3 separate regions of the Mus musculus genome follow, and regions 1 and 3 are each linked to region 2. A link is a contact called in public Micro-C and promoter capture Hi-C data. All regions are on one chromosome and are shown on one strand. The core of a region is the stretch at or near the end of the contact, and the rest is flanking DNA. Distances in the headings are between cores, read along the strand shown.

Evidence for each region. A called contact is a pair of places that touch in the nucleus more often than the background predicts. Capture Hi-C pulls out chosen DNA fragments and counts their contacts.
Region 1: a contact with region 2 is called in a promoter capture Hi-C map of liver. The contact joins the promoter of Reck here to the promoter of Rnf38 in region 2. A contact is called at or near these places in 1 of 39 promoter capture datasets (pre-B cells) and 1 of 9 other capture datasets (liver).
Region 3: a contact with region 2 is called in a Micro-C map of embryonic stem cells, with 2.9 times the contacts expected there. The contact joins the promoter of Pax5 here to the promoter of Rnf38 in region 2. A contact is called at or near these places in 3 of 484 Hi-C or Micro-C datasets (embryonic stem cells and pre-megakaryocyte-erythroid progenitors) and 1 of 115 datasets of contacts at active chromatin or transcription factors (embryonic stem cells).

What each region holds. Positions count from the first base shown.
Region 1 is chr4:43,874,196-43,879,162 of GRCm38.p6, forward strand. It overlaps Reck (reversion-inducing-cysteine-rich protein with kazal motifs), which reads left to right and starts at 1,335. Exons shown (of 21, transcript NM_016678.2): 1 at 1,335-1,510. The coding sequence starts at 1,411.
Region 2 is chr4:44,231,314-44,236,283 of GRCm38.p6, forward strand. It overlaps Rnf38 (ring finger protein 38), which reads right to left and starts at 2,592. Exons shown (of 12, transcript NM_001379580.1): 1 at 2,230-2,592. The coding sequence starts at 2,494.
Region 3 is chr4:44,709,285-44,714,062 of GRCm38.p6, forward strand. It overlaps Pax5 (paired box 5), which reads right to left and starts at 1,410. Exons shown (of 10, transcript NM_008782.3): 1 at 1,079-1,410. The coding sequence starts at 1,124. RefSeq lists a promoter at 1,642-3,438.

The DNA.
Region 1 (4,967 bases), core at 85-2,584, 360 kb before region 2:
CTGGCCTTGAACTCAGAAATTCACCTGCCTCTGCCTCCCAAGTGCTGGGATTAAAGGCATGCACCACCACGCCCGGCTTGTCCTCAGTGTTTTTAATAAAGAAAGTCTGTTGTTTTGAAGAAGCACAAAGTAGTAGGGGCAGAGTGGGAAATACGTTCAGCCAGTTAGCCCCATGGCCTGAGTTCAGATATCTCAATTATTCACTGGGTCAAGCACTGTCTGAGACATTCTAAATACAATATGAGACTGGGTTCCTGTGCGCTTGATCAGGAAATCAGGGCCAGCCTTGGCTTCATTGTAAACTCAAGGTCAGCCTGAGCTGTATGAGATCCTGTCTTCAAAATAAGTAAATAAACACAATACGTTCATTAATCTTATCAAGAAGGCCAGCATGAGGGTTGGGGTGGGGGGGAGGCTCAGAAGTAAAAATGTCCTCACCCACAGACACGGGGCTAGTCGGGAGTAGTGTACAATCTGGACTCGAGGAGGGTGTCAAGACTTTGTTCTTTTCATTACAGTCATAGTTACCATCTGTCGCAGGAGAAAGCTGCTGTTAGTGACCTGAATAGAGGAATCTGGAAATAAGCAATTGGCTTCACTTCTGAACAGCAAGTCTCTAAACTGGACGAGCTATCTGTTCAAGGGCCAGGTAGCCAGGAAAAAGGGGGGGGTGGGGGGTGGGGGGCGTTTCTCCACAATGAATTCGCTTTGATTCCTAGGTCCTCTGGAACATTCTCCGGAGTAGCTGCTCAAAGATTCATCTCCAAATCCTCTCGAACCAATTCTGAATTTCAAGGCTCTCTAAGTCTAGTCATACAGGCTGCCCTGACCCTTTCTCTGAGTGCAATAGGTATTAACAGCGAAGCCAGCCTGTGAATCCGTGCCCTCAGCAGAGCCCTTTGGCTTTGAGGGGAGGCCAGGTAACACGCCTTCTTTAGGTCGAGGCAGCCTTTGGACAGGATAGTAAGAGTGTTCTGGAGGATTCAACTAGGGGTGCACGCCCTACAGTTCAGCTTTGACTTAGCCCTTGCAAATCAGACGGACCTGCAGAGTGATCTCGGCAGGCCAGTCGCCCCTGAGCTGCGGGCTCCCCACCCCCTATGTGCCCCGACACGGGACAGAGGCATTCCACAGGGGTCTCCAGCCTCTGACTTCCCGTTTGAAGACCGCAGCCCGGGAGCCCGAGTCCGAAGGCGACACACAGCTGGCCCATAACAAAGAGCCAGGGTCCAGGGCGCGCTGCCGCCCCCCGGGAGGTTTTGAAAACTCTGAGCGGCCGGGGCGGGGCTTCAGCGAGCCGCAGCCAATCACCAGAGAGCCAAGGCGCCGGGGGCGGGGCCTGGTGCCAGGGGTTGCTACGGCCAGGCTGGGTCCGAGCATCCCGCGGCTTCGGACCCACCCGGCCCGGACATGGCGAGCGTCCGGGCCTCCCCGCGCAGCGCGCTGCTACTTCTGCTGGCCGCGGCGGGGGTCGCGGAGGTGACGGGGGGCCTGGCCCCGGGCAGCGCGGGTGAGTAGCCGCGGGAGCCACGATCGGGGCGGTCCTGAGGAGTGCCTCAGCGCTCCAAGATGGCGCGGAGCCGGGGGCGGGGTGCGCGTGCCCCCAGACCCGCGGGCGGCGGTCAGGAACGCCGGGCTGGAGCCCGACCCGGAGGCCGCTCTCCGCCCTCGTCTTCTTCTCCCTGAAGATCTTGCGAACCCTGGGGTGGTGACTGGGGTTCGAGGCCTTGTTCTGTCACCTCCCAGACAGGGGCCCCTTGCCCTGCCGGACCCTGGTCCCTGGCCAGGGTCCCTGTCAGAAAACAGGGAGGTGCCTGGGCTCCGGATAGCACCGCTGGGCGGAAGGGATACGTAGGTGCAGCTCCCCTGCTGCTGCCCAGTCAGTTGTTGTCACTTGTTAATTTGACTGACTTGGCCTGAGTGGCGGTGAACTTTGATAGGGTCCACAAGGTTGCCTGGCGGGTGCACCGTGGGTCTGAGACCCGGCTGGGGGATGGGGTAAGGTGGGGTGGGGGTTGACTACACATCGATAAATCACCCCGTGGCGGCTTGGCTTCGGGAGAGAGGTGTGTTCTAGGGCTCTGTTAAAGCAGTTGCACCAGAGATGGATGGAAAGCTTGACCGCTTAGGATTGTCCTTCCTGCGCTTGCTCAGCGTTCGGATGTGACACGAACTCGTGCTTCCCGGGACACCTCAGGCTGATAGGTGGTGGAAGACAGGAGCGCTAAGCAGTTTGAATTCAGGCAGACAGGTTCAGAGGAGAGATGCGGGTGGGGCTGCATGTGCACAGAGGAACGTTGACATTCACCTAGAAGATGAGAAAAACCGAGTGTCTACCTATACTAGCCATCGAAAGATGAATGGAATTTTTATAACAAAAGTAACGGAGGAGTGTGTTGCTTACAGGGAGAGGCACTCAGGGGAAAAACATACCCAGTCTCAAGGAAGTTTTCAAGAAAGCCTGAGAAGTTAAAATTAAGGAGTTTTGGTTGATGCTTTATTTATTTATTTATTTATTTATTTTAAAGGAAGGCATTTGAAGAAGATTGTGACAGGAACCTGGGATTAGTTAATTATTTGAATTCTAAATTTAACTATAAACTAGTAAGGAAACCAATAGAAAAGGGACGAAAGAATACTGTGAATTCTTGACTAATCCAGCTTATCTCTCTGTGTTCTAGTTAGTCCAAAGATGTCTAAAGAATACTAGTTACCCCCTTCTTATCCCACTGTTGTGGAGTAGGGCTTTTAGGAAAACTTCAGTAAGTTACTTAGCCTTAATCTTTTTTTTTACTTTAATATCCACATTCTTATATATGGTACCGTCTACATCTATGGTTCTCAACTTGTGGGACGCCACCCCTTTTGGGAGGTCCGATGATCCTTTCACAGGTGTCACCTAAGACCATCAAAGACCCAGAGATGATTATGATTCATAACAGTAGCAAAATTTAAGTCATGAAGTAGCAAAGAAAGCATTTATGGTTGAGGGAGGGTCACCACCACATGAGGTGTGTTAAACGGTCAGAGCTTTAAGAAGGTTGGGTACTTCTGGTTCAAGATTTTACTAAGAGGATTAACTGAGGTATCCATGTATAGCATGTAGAATAGCAGACACCAAAAGGTTAGCTCTTAGATGTATTTGGACAAGCCAGGTGTAGTGGTTTACACCTGCAATTCCTGGAAGGCTAAGGCAGGAATATTGCCACAATACACAGGCCAGCCTGGGTCACAGAGTGATACCCTGTCTCAATAATAAAAAAACAAACAAAAAATGAGAAGCAGAAAAGGAAAGACAATTAAAAATAAGACAATGTAGGCCAGGCTGTGGTGGTGCACGCCTTTAATCCCAGCACTTAGGATGCAGAAGCAGGAGGATTTCTGTGAATTCAAGGTCAGCATAGGCTACAGACAGGAGGACATCCAGGAAACCCTGTCTTGAAAAAGATAGATGTATGTATGTATGTGTGTATGTTTGTATGTATGATGTGGGTGAATAAAGCACACTACAGTTGTAGCCCATCGAATTAATTCACAATAAAAGGTCTATGGAGACCTTTCACAAAGACATTCATTTGCTGAGAAACTAGAAAATTACTCCCGGGTGAGAGTTTCTTTTTGGTTTATAGGAATGTTATATAGTCAAATATGCTGAAAATAACTGAATTAATACACCTTAAAAGGGTAAACTTCACAAGATGTGATTTATATCTCAGTAAAACAGCTGTGGAAAGAACAAAAGGCTTGCTATTTAACGTTCTTTATAGCACTTTGGAACACACTGGGCTGGTTATTTCCAGTAGCCCTTCTATCTCTTAGACATCTCTGGCTTCATATGGTTTGCACTGTTTGATAAAAGGAGAAATTCCAAGTTTGATTGTACATTGAGCCTCACTCCTCGTGCTAAGTTCTGGGAAGCATATAGTGCCGGCTTCCCATGTAAAGGGCATTGGATAATGTACTGGACAAAAGCTTCCACTGTGGGTCTGTAGAGGGTCTGAAGCAGAAACTGAGAGCACAATTATTAAATTGTGTTTCAGTGAAGGCCTGGTTTGTAGTCCTGTTCAGGCACTCTCATTTCTCCTCTCATTACCCCATCCAAGACAGTGTCCTCTGGTACAAAGCTTTTCAGGTCACTGACCCCTCCAGTCTCTGCCCTGGCAGTGCTGTTGTTGGGGTGGAGGTAGAAGAGTGTTGCAGCTTGCTCAGTGATTGTCTCATTGGAGGATGTGATAAGAGCCCGTGTTGCAGGCCCAGGGTCTGTGTCTTAGGGCAGGCATGTTAGTGGCTCTGTTTCTATTTAAGATGTTTTGTAATAATACAAGAGAGAGAAAGACGTGTAACATTAAGGGCCAAGTTTCAAGGAGTTGACATTTGAGGGATTATGTAATAGCCTAGACTCCAGAAAAAGAATGTAATGAATTTTAAGTTAGAAAAAGGAAACGCCTATCTGGAGGAAAGTAATAAAAAGCAGATTTTCCTCCTGCTGACTATCTTGGCCCCTGATATAGAAAGAGTCAGCGCTGGTGACAGCCAGATTGGACAGCTTATCCTGGCATACAATACAGGAGTTCCTCTCTAGCATCCATAGACTTAAGCAGTCTTTCATTAATCCTACTTTTCATTGTTTGACACTCCTAGGAGTGAGAAGATGTCGAGGAGAAAGGCTTTGTTATTATAAACTGACTGTTAAAAAGGCAAGACACATTGGCCTGAGGCTTGTTTACTTAGGAAACTCTGCCTAGTTATGGATGTCATAAGTTCTAGGTAATAAATGGTAATAGAATGGAGAATCGGTAATAAATAGATAGAATGATTTCTGGGTATCAGTCTGGTGTGAAGACACTTAACAACATGGTAACAGAACTGTGTGAGGGACAGAGTGTGTCTTACGCATTGCTGACAGGAACAGCCTTTTAGAGAAGTGACACTCAGAGTGAAGATGGAAGCCATATGAAAGGTGAGAG
Region 2 (4,970 bases), core at 1,342-3,841:
CCCTTCTATTACATTTCAAAACAGGATTTTGAGGCTCAGCAGTTATGATCACTGGCTACACTTGAAAAGGGCCGAGGCTCAGACCCTAGCACCCAAATGAAGGCTCACAACAGCCTGTAACTGGACTTCCAGAGTTTCTGACACTCTAATCTGGCCTTCATGTGATGCACATACATAAACACCTGCAGACAAAACGCTCACACATGCAAAATAAACCTATTAACCAGGTGTGGCAGCACAAGTCTTTTTAGTCCTTCCACTCAGGAGGCAGAGGTAGGTGGATCTGTGAGTTCGATGCCAGCCTAGTCTACAATGCAAGTCCAGGACAGCTAGGGAAGGCTTAGAAAAACCCTATCTTGAAAACACACAAATAAGTAGATAAATAGATAAATAAATAAATCTTTAAACACATACATACATACATACATACACACACACACACACACACACACACACATACACACATGCAAATCTGTAACAAAATCCTAGGATTTTTCCTAAATTGACCAGGCTTCCCACTTGCTGCGGTGACCAGCTGGCCTGAAACTCTTAATCCCTCAGTCTTCCTAGTGCTGGGACCACAACCCCAAAGCAGCCTTCCAACAGCACCCAAGACAGAAAGCTCAGGTACAGTGCAGGACAGTAAAGAAACAGCTGACTTTAAGGAATCAATCTGGAGAAAAGGCCTTAATTAATTCACTTGCTAATTAGTCTTTCTCTTCCTTCTTTTGTCAAGCCTTACTTTCAAGACAATACCTTAGGCACTCTAGGGTCTGTATCCTTAGGGATGAGAATGAAGAAAGTAGGTGAAGTTAAGGGCAGCATGAGTCTATAACATATTACAACTGTCCTTACCAAAACAAAACCAAAAAAAAAAAAAAAAAAAAAAACCACACACAAAATTATGTCAGACCCATAGGAAAACTCTATATTGTAGACAGCGCTCAGCTTGAAGAGGCTCACTTCAAACTTACCCTATTTGCTTTGCTTGCCTTTTGGAAGCATCCCAGTCTTTTTCTCTAAGCTATCTGCTCTCCTCCCTCCCCTTCAGCAATCCCTTTATCTCCCTTCCCCCACAATAACTACATACCCTCTCTTTTTCCCCATTCCACAGCTTCTACTGATCTTTCCTCATTGCCTGCTATCCTTCCATTGCTTTCTCCTCTGGAAATAATTATTATCCCCTCGCCTTTTCTAAGATGCACGCAGAGTAAAAGCAACTCGCCTAATCACCCCAAGTAAGAATGGATTCCTCCTGAATTGTAAAGCAGGCAGGAGGGTGAGTTGTCCTAACCCTCCCAACTTCCTTCCCCCTTCTAGGACAGCTGCTCTTCCTCAGAGAATTCTCCAAGTGTGTTAAGTCCAGACCATCTAGAAAAGGCTCGGATGGCCTTCTGTCGCATGCATGCTTTTACCAGGACCAGTTATGTATTTCTGTTCCGGGCATAAACAAAACTCGGGCAATTTCCTGGAAAAAGACACTGTATAAACAGGCCTCCTTCCCTTTCATTCCCGCTGGGCTGGCTTAGCCTATGCAGTAGTGAGAAGGCTGACCTGGAGAGGGCCAAACGGTCCCCGAGTCAAGTTTCCAAAGCTCTACTCCACTACCTCAATAAAACCCTCTCGGAGCACATCCCCCTCCCCGCCCCCGGCAGGAGTCCTGCTCGCTCCAGCTCCCAAAATCGGCTCCCCAGGGCACTAAGCTCCCGAGGCAGCTCCTGTTTCTCCTTCCTACCTGTCCTGGTCAGCTTAGCATAGGTTAGCTACCCTGGTGGGTGTGCCAGGGCGCAGGCCCCAACCCCCTTCTTCCTACCACTCCAGACTCAGGGGCTGGGGACTCTGCCTCCTCCTCCCAGCCCCCTCGGCTGACGGCCCGCGCCAGCTCCAGGGTGGCCCTGGTTCTCAGCCAAGACACGACTCTAGCTGGCTTTGTGACCTTGGGCAAGTCACTTCCCCCGGTAAGCCTCAGTTTCCTCCCCGGCAGAGCCGATTCCTCACGAGGTCCTGCCCTGCCCACCCCGCAGGAAGGGGCTGCCCAGCGGGTGCGAAAACGCTTTGTGAGGCGCTCTGCCCGGCGGAGGAGCAGGGCTCCCGGGGTCTCCCGGGCTGGACAAAGCTGTGGCGGGCAAGGCTCCTCCCTCTCCGCGGGACCCCTTGCCCCGGACTGACCCTCACCCCTCCCCGCACAGCCCGCCCCGCCCCGCCCCGCCTCGCCGGCAGACCCCGTACCTGCTCCGGGCGCTCTGCCGCAGGCACCGACACCCTGCGCCCCGCTCCGAAGAGGCCCGTGGCCCGGAGGGCTAAGGCGGCCGGCGGTGATGGGCTCGGGCCGGGGCGGCGGCGGGGGCGGCGGGGGGCGCGGGCGGCGGGGGGGCCCGAGCTCGGCGGGCCCCGGCCTGGGAGACGACGACCGAGGCTGGAAGTGCGCGGCGGCGGCGGCTGAGGCGGCGGCGGCGGCGGCGACCGCGACCGCGGCGGCGGCGCTTCCGCTCATGGCGGGGCCGCGGGCAGCGGCTCGGACTGCGACTCGACTCCGGCGCGGCGGGCGCTGGCTGGGCCCGGACCGGCGGCGAAGGAGGCTGTGGCGGCGACGGAGGCGGCTCCCGGCGGGCCAGGAGGCGGAGCCGAGCCGCGGCGGCGGCGGCGGCGGAGGGGGCGGGGACGCCGGGGGGCGGGGAGACCGCGCCGCGCCGCCAATGAGCGCTGGGCTCCGGGCCGTGGCTCCCGGGCGGCGTCTAGGGGGATCCTCAGCAGCCGCGGCCCGCCCAAGCGGGGAGGCCCGGGCCAAAGCTCTCGGCATCTGCGCCCCAGCCCGGTGCTGCCCCGCCCCCGGCCCGCCTCCGGGGCGCGGCCGCGGGCCTCGGAGGCCAGGCCGACCGCTGCGCAGGCCCTGCCGCTCTGCTGCCTCGGGCGGTGTCTGCGCTGGGGAGTGTACCCCGGTCCGCCCCGGTTAGCCTCAGCCTGCCGGGCGTTCCTCTGCCTTCCCTGCGCCTGCCTGCCTGCTTGCTTCCTGCCTCTGCCCCCTGCACGTCGGTCCTCCCTCCCGGTTGTCTCCTCAAAGTTTGTGCTTTTGAGACACTTAGGAAAGAAACTCTCTCTTCGCTTCTGAGGCTGATTGGTGATAGATCAGTCTCCGCGGAGCCCTAGAGAACCGCAGAGGCGGAGACGCAAGAGTTGGAGATGAACGAGCGCCCTTCCCTGAGTCCTGGAGACCCATCTTGAATTCCCAGCAGAAGCCAGTCCGACTCAGCGGTGGTCCTCGCCCCTGTCTCCGACTTTCTCTTCCTCTTTCTCACTTTAAATACCCTTGTCGGGAAAGCCCTGACAGGAAGCCGTCCAGGCAACTGGGCCTAATCTCAGAAGAGGAAGAGGCTTCGAAGTGAGGAAACATTCGGAGCTGTACTGAAGGCTTTCCTATTATTTGGGGAAGATTTCTGAGGATTCAAAACACCATCATTCCCCCTCCCCCCGGTCTGCCCTCTTTTCTCAAATGCGATGTTGGCGGCTGAACCGATTATCTTCCCATCATTCTCTGGCTCTCGGCGTTATCCATGGAAGAGCAAAATAAACCCAACCATGTGCTGAGTAGAGTCTCTAAGTACAGGCATGTGGGTAAGGGTGCAGCTAAGCTGCTGGCTAGATTGTTTTAATAAAAATTAGCCTCAGCTTTTTCCCTGCACCATGCAAAGAAAGACTGGGAGGGCAAAGCAGACGATCTTTGGCAACAGACATTTCCAAGTCCGCAGTTGACACTAGATGATGCATTGTCTTTCATCTATCCGGTCATTAGCGGTGCTCAGAAATGAAGCTACGACGATAATAACGATATTGTCCAGGCCTTCAGAGAGCTTGCAATCTCCTTGGAGGTCAGAGAGTCTTAGAAGTTATGGATGATAATTGCATCAGAGAAGATCATTCTTGGTCACTTGAGATATTTGTAGTCAAATTTCTGAGCTACACAGAACCTATCTCAAAAAACAAAAACAAAACAAAACAAAAAAAAACCACACACACACACACACAACAACAACAAACCTTTTAAAGATCTTAAGAGCCGGACGTGGTGGCACACGCCTTTAATCCCAGCACTCAGGAGGCAGAGGCAGGCGGATTTCTGAGTTCGAGGCCAGCCTGGTCTACAAAATGAGCTCCAGGACAGCCAGGGCTATACAGAGAAACCCTGTCTCGAAAAACCAAAATAAAATAAAATAAAATAAAAAAGATCTTAAGGATGAGTAGTTCACCAAGAAGGACAGCTCGGGGAAGCTGTACTGAAACACAGTGAGATTATCTTTGACCAAAGGACCTAAATTTTCCTGCATTTCATCCCTGAGTTTCTTGTCACAGGAGAGTCAGATAATGTATTTTCAGGCCAGGGCCTCCATCCTAATAAGGCCACTGAAGAACATCTGTAAACTACTGTCCAGAGGCATCGTCCCTTTCATGAATCGCAGCCATCTTGAGCATTGTTTACCCTGTTTTTGTTGTTATTGTTGTTTTGTTTGTTTTTCAAAACAGGGTTTCCTCTGTGTAGCCCTGGCTGACCTGGAACTCAGGCTGTAGACCAGGCTGGCCTTGAACTCATCTGTCTGCCTCTGTATCCTGAGTGCTGTGACTTAAAGGCGTGAGCCACCACCACCCAGCCAGGTTAGTCTCTTTTTATCCCCACAGTCAACACCCCAGAGTCATCTCTTACAGCTCCAAGCTAGAGCAAATGTCTTAAGTGACCACCCTAAAGAGAAAGAACAGACTAGCAGTGTAGTCTAGTCAGCCCAAAGAACCCATCAAAGGATGCCTTGAGACCAGGAAGAAATGAGAGAGGGCCCAAAAGCCCTGAGTCATCGCCACACCCCCTAAGACATCATGAAAGCCTGGGCCCTCCTGCCTGCTGTGGCCCACTGGCCATTCTCCATTGGTGATTAGTGAGAGAGACTAAATCTATGGGTGTAGAAAACCCGCAGGTGTAAGAG
Region 3 (4,778 bases), core at 160-2,659, 480 kb after region 2:
TGTGCTCTCCTTCATTGGAGCAGCACCCACAGGACAAAGCCTGAGCATACAGTGTGACATATATACACACACAATGTCAGAGGCTAATCTAGGTGACAGCCTAAAGGCAAGGGATTGGAGTGTGTGTGTGTGTGTGTGTGTGTGTGTGTGTGTACACTGTCAAAATGTCATCAGTAGTCCACAGACTGTTCTTACCTACCAAAGTTGTGCTTGCTGTAGGAGACCCTTGTACACAAATGCTAAATGCAACACTACACTAATGAGACAGTGCACACTGCACAGTGAGAGCTTAATTGCCCTGAATTCACATCACTTTTGATTCTATCTCTCAATATTATAAGACTTAGGCCTGGCAGCACATGTGTTGTATACTATACCCCTAGTAGGCCCCAGAGCTATACCAGTGCTAGAGACAAGCACTTTTGTATGTATTGGTATGTACACATTGGGCAGCTGTTGACATCCAAAAATGGAGGGGTCAGAGAACCACCTCTTTCTTACTTCCAAAATCACTTGGGATATAGAGATGACCAGACCTCTTAAGCAGTAGATGTCCAGTGAGTGAGATGCTTATCAAACTATATACACAGAATTTACACAAACACACATCTTGGAGTCTTAAAAAGAACGCACACAAACACTAACTCATAAACACATGCTAATATGCTCAAGGCAAGATACAAGCTAGTAAAGATGCCAACAGGCGTACAAACTCAAACTGAACACCTATTTGGGGTAACACAAACTCCTGCACACATTGATCTCCTCAAGTGAGCACACAGATCCAAACTTGAACATCTCCAGATTAACACCAACACAAGTATCAGAAACAGAATCAAACAAAACCAAAGAAAACAGGCCTCCTTGAAGACACCTTGACGGACTAGTGAAAACCATGTGAACGCACTGTAGAAGGACAGGCCTTTTCCTGAGAAAACTACACACACACACACACACACACACACACACACACACAAACACACACACCTTTCTTCTTGCATGGATATTAGCATGGATACTAGCACTGGGTAGTGTCCCAGAGTAAGCATGGATGAATCCCGTTTCGCGGTGTTCCTACCTGTCCTGATGGTCCGAGGAGTCGGGTAATTTTTCTCTAAATCCATTTCGATATTTCAGGACTTGATGAAATGGACAGCGAGGAAAAGTTTCCACTTTTTTTGGGGTGTCTTTTTTCCTTTTCTTTCTTTTTTCTTTTCTTTTTTCTTTCTTTGTTTTATTTTCTTTTCTCCCTCTTTTTCTTTCTTCCTTTCCTCTTTCTTTCTTTCTTTCTTTCTTTCTTTCTTTCTTTCTTTCTTTCTTTCTTTCTTTCTTTCTTTTTTTTGGTGCTGGGGCCCGCTCACAAGTCGGAATAATTGAAGCCTTCCGCTCCCCCGCCGAGCTGGGGTAGCTGATCACTGAGCTGAAACTAAACGTTTTAGGTGGAAAAAAAGCGTCCGAAGGCACCGTGAAATGATTAAGGAACTAAAGAGCTTCTCGCCATGTGAGATCATGTCCTGTTCTCGCCAACATCACAAGATGTCCCCAGACACGTCGCGCCCCCGGCGCACCGCCCCGCACTGCGGGCCAAGAACCAGGGAAAGGGTGTCAGCTCTGCGGCCTGCCCAGCGTGCCAGACGGGGCGGACCAGGCCTGGCCGAAGGTGTGCAAGAGGCCCAGAGAGCAGCAATGCCGCCTCGGTGCCGCCTTGGACTTTTATAGGGGGTTGGGGGCAGGGAAGGAAAGATTCAGACTGCGCCCGGCCCGGCGTTAGTCGCGCGCCTAGGGGAAGGAGAACCTGAGTCACAGGGTCGTACCCGCTTCCAAACCTGTGTCTGGGGGTCGCGGCCCTGTGCGCTTTTGCTCTACATGTAAACTCTGCTTTGTGAGGGCCAGTAGGCCCATTTTTTTATTTTAAAGAAAGAACAATTCTGCCAAGCAAGTGGTTTTGAACCCTGTACTAGCACAATTGTCAACCACAGGGGATGCTCCAGCATCCTCAGATTCACCCCTAGGGCGGCGCCCGCCCTCGGGGTTCCCAACTACCCCACCCCCAACTCAATTGCAACCTCCATAGGTCTGCTGGGCTCATCTTCCAGGGCAGCTTCAGATCACTACAGTATCTAGGTCCCATTCAGCCACCAGGTCCCAGATCTCCCCTTTAGAACTCGACCCTTTTTACCCCAGAGCCCAGAGGTTCAGCGGAAAGCTGCTGATAAAACCCGGTCCTCTGCTTTTGGAGCACCCGGGCCAAGCAGAACCATCCTAGCAGGCTCGGAGAACAGGCAAAAATTCTGGACACCTTACCCAGGCCCCTAAATGGAATCCCACTGCCCTCGGGCCAAGAGACCTTGTAGCATCCCCGAGTTCCCAGACTTGATTTTCCAGAGAGAAAATCGGTTGCAGAGGAACTAGGTAAAGGTGTGGTGTCCAACCTCGCTCCCTGCCGTCCGAGCTCAAGCCTCCTCTACTCTGCTCCCTCCCCAGTCTGAATTCCAAGCGGCTGGGTTTGGCCGCGAGAAGCCTATAGAGCCCCGTTGCGGGGGTGGTCGCAGGGGAAGGTTCTCCAGGGCGGGTGAGCGCTCTAGGGCCACTGGACAATGGCAGTTTCGGAAAGTGAATCGCTCTCCGAGAGTGTTTGTTTGATTTTTTTTTTTTTGGAGGGGGGTGGTCACGAGGCTGGGCTGCAACCTAGGGGAGAGAGCCTAGAGTTCGAGGATAGGGGGAGGGGTCAGTGGGCACCGGACATCGCAAATTCACTGAGCAGATTTCGCCACAATTGGAAACGTGGCTGTGGATTCCCGGGAGTCCCCCACCCCCACCAAGTAGTCTGCGTAGTCCCCTGTGCCACCCCTCCCTGCAGCCTGTGGGTCCGGGTCTCATCTGCGGTTTGATTTTTGGCGGTCCTGGAGCTTTAGACTGTCGTCTGCGTCCGGGCCTCTGCTCCCGCTTCCCGCCCTTCCGCCTCGCGGGTGCCGGGAAGCAGCGCTGCGGAGGGGAGGCCTGCCTGCGCCTGGAGATCAAAAGCTCTTTCGGAATTGACAGTTCACCCTGGGCTGGGGCTGGAGTTGTTGGCTTTTCTTTTCTTCCTATTTAGGGTTTTGTTTTGTTGTTTGTTTCCTAAGAGTTTCCATTATCCGTGAATCTTTTGTTTCTTGCGTTTTGCTTTTTCCTCCCCTCTTTGTGGAACTGCTTTTTCAGGTCTAGCTCTGGGGTGGGTTTTGTTGTCTGTACTGCGTGGTTTGATTTTGTGTGGGTTTTATACTCTGCCCTTGTAGACTGTCTCCTTTTGAGTCCTATGCCAGGCTTCTCCTTCTGAGCTGTGTTTTGATATGATCTGATTCTGTTTCAGTTAGTGCCTTGTGTGTCCTGCATCGACAAATGTATTTATTTTGTTTTCTTCGATTTTTGATTTTCTTAATGAGCTTTTGAATGGGAGGGGGCATGGGAGTTTGTTTTCCTGTGTTGGTTTTAGTTTTGTATTTGTGCGACGATTTGGTGAGTTTCGTGTGTATATTTTCATTTTGTGCAGGCTTTGGGATTAAGGGAGAACACACCGATCACTATTTCGTTTCTGCCTATATCTAGCTAGGAACCAGGATTAGGCCAAACATCACTAAATGGCGGGTTTGCCAGACTCCGAAATATACCAGACTCGGGGACAGACATGGCGTTGCTCTATGTGCGCTTCGCACCAGCGTGGAACAAACGTGCGCTGCGTTCCCGAGGGGGCGCCCGTTGCAAGCCACAAACTCCGGGGTCCTGCGGTCCTGATGCTGGGATCGCAATTCAGAATTCCCTCCGCGGTACCCAGGCCTACCCGCGGTTCCTTTGCCCATTCGGCCAGCTGTGGCCTGCCGTCTCCTTGCGACCGCTCAGCGCGCTTTCAACTTCTCCAAACCCCCTGCCAGCAACGTTGAACACAGAGGCGGCTCCCCGCTGCGGAGCAGGTGACAAACTAAACCACTTCGGATGACACGGAATTGATGCTGCGGCCCTAGAGATACCGAGTCAAGGACCAGAAAGCGTGGAGTCTAGGCGCAAATTGGTGTCGGGATTCCTGAATACACCTGGCCTAAAACTAGAAACCTGTGTTAGCTTTCGGCTCCGAGTGCCCGCCTTGTTTGCAATCATAAGTCGGTGTATCCACAATTGAACACATGTGTACACAGCTAGAAAGAGCAAGCCAGCGGGCTCCGCAGCAGAGGCCTGTAAGATGAATCCAGCGCTGGCATCGCCTGGAGGGGAAACCAAACCGTAGTGACCGGAAACGTTCCGAGGACAGAATATGGCTCTTTTTTCCCCCTAGCCACGTTGCCGCAACAACATACTAACCTCAACTTATTGTGTGCTTTTTTAAACGCTACACCAGGCAGAGAGAAGGGGTGGGGTGGGAGGCACGTAGAATCAGAATCGTGCTAGCTAAGCGGACTAGGAAATGCGAGGAGAATCTTTAGAGAAAATCAGAACGGCAAAGACGAGACTGAGGAAGAGACAGATTGGAAGCCCAGGAAAGGGGCTGGTACTGAGGTTGCTCCAGGTCCCCGCGTGCTCTGGCAGGGTGTAGGAGAAAGCAGAAATGGAGCAGAGTGACAGGAAAAGCAAAGGGCTGCAGAAGGGTTGGCCAAGGCACGCTGTGAGCTTCCACTTAGCTAGGAGGCTATAGCCAAGGGAGGGGGAGGCCGACGAGAGGGGCCAAGTTTGAGCTCCTCCACTCCGCCAGGAAACACCACCCGGAAGCCTAGACTGGGATTCTGTTCTGACCCCGCGATCTACCTTTC